2 separate regions of the Hordeum vulgare genome follow, and region 1 is linked to region 2. A link is a contact called in public Hi-C data. All regions are on one chromosome and are shown on one strand. Each heading gives the region's core, a stretch centred on a gene start, on an enhancer-like site or on the middle of the called end of the contact. The rest is flanking DNA. Distances are from core to core; before and after follow the strand shown.

What was found. Hi-C and Micro-C count contacts between places; a contact is called where the count stands out from the background.
Region 1: a Hi-C map of leaf shows a contact between it and region 2, with 5 times the contacts expected there. The contact joins the promoter of LOC123444468 here to the promoter of LOC123444465 in region 2. A contact is called at or near these places in 4 of 6 Hi-C or Micro-C datasets (leaf and seedling) and 1 of 1 datasets of contacts at active chromatin or transcription factors (embryo).

The regions. Positions count from the first base shown.
Region 1 is chr3H:496,644,977-496,648,195 of MorexV3_pseudomolecules_assembly, forward strand. LOC123444468 (probable CoA ligase CCL8) reads left to right here and starts at 1,960. Exons shown (of 17, transcript XM_045121181.1): 1 at 1,960-2,173. The coding sequence starts at 1,975.
Region 2 is chr3H:496,427,019-496,429,949 of MorexV3_pseudomolecules_assembly, forward strand. It overlaps LOC123444465 (protein CURVATURE THYLAKOID 1C, chloroplastic-like), which reads left to right and starts at 1,575. Exons shown (of 6, transcript XM_045121176.1): 1 at 1,575-1,868; 2 at 1,960-2,051. The coding sequence starts at 1,748.

The sequences.
Region 1 (3,219 bases), core at 710-3,209, 220 kb after region 2:
AACTGAATATGAAACAAGGTATGATTTTTTTTTGTCTAAGTCGATTTCTGCTTCGCACGGATGACGGGAGGAGCGGAGTGACAAGCGTAAGCCATGTCGAGGCTGATCCAAGCCCTCACCAAAGCCGACGAAGAAACTTAAGGGCGTGGGGTCATTGAGGTTTCTTTACGACGACGACAAGCAACGATGGGTGAGGGAGGGCGAGCCAGTGCGGGTCAACGCCCACCGAGCGTTGGGAGGAGGGCGGGGGGAGACAGACGGATGTGGCATGGTCGGATGGGGACGCGTGGAAGAAAAAAAGATAGGACAAAGATGAACAATATGCAATCTAATTTTGATCGGTGGATAAAAATCTGATGGTCCTAATGAAAAGTTTGACGCAAAGCTTTTTTCAGATGCCGACTAATAGACGCTCCTTTTATGATTTTGTTTACCACGTAGGAAAATTTGTGAGGTTTCCTCATAAATTTGGTTGTGGGATCAAATTATATATTGAATTGTCATTTTCTTCAAATGAAAATGTCATGAATTCACACGCCACAATATTATCAGTACTCCCTTCCTTCTTAAATATAAGTCATTTTAAATTTTTTACTACACAGTACATACAAAACAAAATGAGTGAATCTATAACCTAAAATACGTCAGCGTTTAAAATATAAATCTATTGATGGAAAATTATGCTGGGGTGTTGATGTCGTTTAAAGAAAAAGAAGAACACACAGCTATGGTGAAGGTAAACCTTTTGGGTCTTATTTTTGGTATAGTATACATAGGATAGAAATATCACATAAATAGAAAAGATTTAGAAAATTATATGGCATTTTATAAAATAAGATGTCATTTGGTTCATAGGACAAGGTTTTTTCATTAGACCTGAACTAATTTTTTATTCTTTTGATTAAAATGTAAAAGACATGAACGAATCCTACACAAGAATAGGAACTCATTTTCACAAACCAGAAGGCTCAACTTTCCCCCCTATACAGGAATCATACCCTATAGAATTTCTATAAATTTTTGCTGAATCAAAGGAGGCCTTGTTCGTTTTATTGAAAAGGAAAAACCCTTATTTGCTCCTCCCCATCAGAAATGCCGCGCGCGGAAGAATGAAATCGAAACACTTGAACATCTGAACGCCAATGAGTGGCGCGGGAACGGCGAGGCTATGGGCGGTGATGCAGGATCGCTGGTGGGCTTGGCGGCGTCGCTGCGTTGGGAACGTGGGTGAGTCGGGTGGGTTGGTATGGCGTCGGGGACGTGGGCCGCATGTGCGAGTCTGGAACGTGGGATTACCGTTAACGAAGGTAATTTCGTTAACAACGATTTTATACCGTTGATTTTGTGATTAAGCGTTCCAGATTTTAAGTTGGATCTATCTCTTCATGCTTTTTATAGTACAGAAGAGAAAACCCTTATTTGCTCCCGCCCTTCAGAAATGAAGAATAAAATCGAAACATTTGAACATCTGAACACCAATGTTAAGGTCGGAAGACATTGTATTGCACGTCATTGTGCACACTGCCCCATATCTACTCCCTCCGCTCCTAAATATAAGTCTTTAAAAAGATTTCATTAGTGAACTATATATGGATGTATATAGATATACTTTACAGGGTAGATTCATTCATTTTGCTCGGTACGTGGACGGAGCAAGTATCTTGTAAGAGGTGCCCTCGTGACGCGTCAGTTAGAACGGAACCCATCATCGATCAGCGCAGCGGTTGTGCACGGAAGCAGTACCCCGACGTGGTGTTCGCCCAGGTGGAGTCAGCAAGACCCGCCGACGGCACCGAACAAGACTCAACTCAACACCGGAGAAGGGGGCGCCACGTGGACACCCCGCGAGCGGCACCAGCGTCCGCCGCCAGCAGCACAGCGACCCACGCCGTGCGCCGTCCCCTCCCACCCACCCGGCACGAGCAACCTCGTAGGACACGCCCCACGGCCACACCTACCCTGGACAGCCCGTAAATGCTTGCGCAGGCGTGGGCGCGCGGGGGAGCGGTGGCGCCCTTGATGACGCCATTCAATTGCCCCTCGGCCCACGCCTCCTCCCCCCACCTGCTGCTGCCGCGGCTGCTGCTGCTGCTCTCCTCCTCCTCTTATAGCCTCCTCCCCTCCCGCCTCCGACGCCACTTCGCCTCGGACGCCTCCCCCTCCCCAGCCTCAGGTCAGCTCCTCCCTCCGTCCTTCCTCCCCCTCCCAGCCCTCCTTCCGCTTCGCTTTTCGCTTTTCGCGCCAGGTGTTCGTCGTTTTGCCTCAGCCGCGCGCGTCGCAAAGCTGTCCTGAATTGCCGTCGGCGGTCCCTCGCCGTCGACTCGGTGCGGGCTAGCTTCGCTGGTTCCGCGCCGACGCTGATCCGCGCGCTGCTCTTTCCTGCTCTGATTTGGCCGAACCGAAGGTGTCCGCCATTGAGCTTCATCGGATTTTGGGCGCAGAGAGGGGAGAGTAGTAGCAGTAGCCACCGATTCACGCGGTGGTCCCTTCTTCACGTTTCTAATTTTGACGCTACGGCAAGGAATTCGGTGTACGTGTGATCAAATTCGAGCATGATAAGTTCGTCAGTGATCACTGGAGCTGTTTCTCAAAAGAAAAAAGAAAAAGAAGTGATCGCCGGAGCTCTTGCGATGGCAGTACGGATGAATAGTCCTAAGAGCATCTCCAACAGGCGCCCAAAAACTGCTCCGCGCGCTAAAAGATTCGTTTTTTGGGCGCCGGACTGCTCCAGCAGAAGCTGCAAAACGCTGCGCGCGCTAAAAACTTCTGGGCGCGCGCTTAAAAATGCTATCGCGCGCAACATATTTGGTGCGCCGGCTTGCGCGCGCAGCAAACTCTGAGCGGCTGCAGATGGGACCGCTGGATCGGACTGGATTGGGCGCCGCACTAGCGCGCGTCTGTTGGAGATGCTCCGGTCGCCGCGCTTCAAAACTGTTACAGTGACACGCTAAAAAATTTATTGGGCGCGGATTTTTTGCGCTGCCGTTGGAGATGCTCTAAGGGGATTCCGAACCTGCCTCTTGGGCCTCACGATGTCACGCTCTCTCTAGAACTATGCAACATTGATTGTGAAGCTAGTACTGCTCGCATGGCTAGAGTTTAGAGGTCCAATTAATGATGAAACGGTGAGGTGCTAAATAGGACAACATGATAAAAATATGCATTGTACTTACATTCTGATAAGAGCTGGAAAGGCTAAACGACTTACATGGTAAATCA
Region 2 (2,931 bases), core at 325-2,824:
ACATTAAAAGAGTGATGTTCAGTGAAAGGATACTAAAGAGTATGGAAATTTTTATCATCCCTCTTCTTTATAGCATAAGTATCATCACAATAATCATCATAAATAGGGGGCATGCTTTCATCATAATAAATTTGATCATTCAAAGTGGGGGAACTAAAAATATCATCTTCATCAAACATAGCATCCCCAAGCTTGTAGCTTTGCATATCATTAGCATCATGGATATTCAAAGTATTCATACTAACAACATTGCAATCATGCTCATCATTCAAATATTTTATGCCAAGCATTCTATGTAATTCTTCTTCTAGCACTTGAGCACAATTTTCATTTCCTTCATTTTCACGAAAGACATTAAAAAGATGAAGCATATGAGGTAACCTTAATTCCATTTTTTTTTGTAGTTTTCTATTAATAAACTAAACTAGTGATAAAACAAGAAACTAAAAGATTCAATTGCAGGATCTAAAGATATACCTTCAAGCGCTAACCTCCCTGGCAACGGCGCCAGAAAAGAGCTTGATGTCTACTACGCAACCTTCTCCTTGTAGACGTTGTTGGGCCTCCAAGTGCAAAGGTTTGTAGGACAGTAGCAATTTTCCCTCAAGTGGGTGACCTAAGGTTTATCAATCCGCGGGAGGCGTAGGATGAAGATGGTCTCTCTCAAGCAACCCTGCAACCAAATAACAAAGAGTCTCTTGTGTCCCCAACACACCCAATACAATGATAAGTTCTATAGGTGCACTAGTTCGGCGAAGAGATGGTGATACAAGTGCAATATAGATAGTAGATATAGTTTTTTGTAATCTGAAAATATAAAACAGCAAGGTAATTAATAGTAAAAGTGAGCACAAACGGTATTGCAATGCGTGGAAAGAAGGCCTAGGGTTCATACTTTCACTGGTGGAAGTTCTCTCAACAATGATAACATAATTGGATCATATAACTAGCCCTCACATCTGCTTCATGCGAACTGCCTATGTCGTTACTTTTGTTGTTGTTGTTGTCGGCGACTCTGTTCCGTTCAACGCGTACACCGTTGACGAGAGAGCGGGCCTCTGAAACCCCTTCTCTCTGGATCCTATACAGAAGAGAGGTGATTAGGTTTCTCGGAGCGACTACACGACTGCTTCCCTTCCTTCAACTACTTCCTTTACGTGTGTGTTGCCTTCGTCATTATCATGTCTTCGCTAACCGACGTTGACCGTGTCGCCACCAAGAAGCTCGAAGCCGACAAGAAGATGGCCAAGGAGGCTGTCGCGGCTACGGGCAAGTGGCCTATTGAAGGGTATAACACGTTTATCCTGCTTCTGTTAATTTTTGTTTTAACGGTACTAGCTATATGCATAGATGTTTCTACTATATGTGTACTACATTAGTCTCATTCATGTATGTTGTTAGTAATCTTGTTAATTCATGATCATGATTATTTCCTCAATTAATTTAATCAAAACTTACATATTTACTCAGCAACAACAACTTCCTGCAAAGACTTTGAGCAGTACAACTTCTTTCTGAATGGAAAATGGAGTAGTACAGCAGCAGCACTGCTGACCATGAAAAAAAGACAGAAAAAAGGGGCAATCTGCAAACCTGCCATCTGATGGAGTGTTAGTGGACAAGCGAGCTCGCGCTCACATCCGCTGCTGCAGACGACGGCCAAACAGTAGTTTCTCCACGCATCGTCCGCCGGACACGCCTCGCAGCTCCATCGCCAACAATCCCAAGGCGGGGGATCTAGCCAGCCATGATGGCATGTGCCCTCTCCATCGCCCAGCCCACAGCCCTCGCGCGGTGCGGCGGCGGCGGCAGCAGCAGCCAGAGCGTCCCCAGGGGTCTCCCGAAGCTGCGAAGCCCCACGGTTTCAGGTAATTCATTTGTAGCAACCACCGTGCTCCCGATGCGAAATTCATCGCGTCGTCGTGGTTCACTGCGTGCTCTGCAATGTGCCACGCGCAGGCAGGATGGGAAGTCGCGCTGTCGTTGCCAGGGCTGCGCAGGACAGTTCAGGAGCCTCCACCAGGAGTGTCGTGAAATACGTCAAGAGTTCCGTGAGTCTCCTCCCGACTGTCGCTATGATAGTATGATACAGTATGACGTTGCAATTTGCCAGTAGGTTCCCTAGCAAAATTCTGATTTCGCATCAATGATTTATCAAATGCTATCCAACCAACGCTCGCTGCAGGTGCATGGCAAAACGAACGTTTTTCGCGGCAATTTATGTTGCCGGAACATGGCAGTTCCTTCAAACTAACGGCAATTCTTGGAGCAAAATCCTTTGTTGCCACAAATTGCCATGTGTTTCTGAAGAAATTGCCATGGCTGTTCCGAAGAATTTTCCATAAAAACGTTCACAAATGCCATCCCTCCTAGCAAACGTTCGCTGGCCAATGGGGTCCTAAATTTTATTTACTCCCGTTGAGAAAGGAAAATAAGGTTGTAACTTTGTGCTGTAGAGCGGCATTATTACTTCCTGATTTCCAGTACATCAGCCCAAAATGCTTGGTTTTGTATGTGATGTCCTCATGGTGCATTGATCTTATTACTAGACCGTCATTCATATCGGTTAACATATCACATGCTATGCTACTGTCTCCCATTGGCAGGGATCAGCACTCCTGCACCTTCACACGATATAGATAGGATCATGCACAAATCCAATTGATAGCTCTGAAGATAACCTGCAAAAAGAAGATAACACTATCATTCTATCAATTTCAGACCACACATGGATTAGAGCATTTAGCTTAGGATGAATCCGCAAGAACTAGTTACTCATGCGTTATATCCGAAGGTGGGGTAAATTATACGCTGCATGAAGAGAACAGCAGAGAAGAGTAGCAAACAGATAAGGTGGTGTAGTTTTTTATCATTGCTACTAGTTATCATTGCTAGTTTGTTACAAAAACAACACATTTTAGGCCTTTGCGA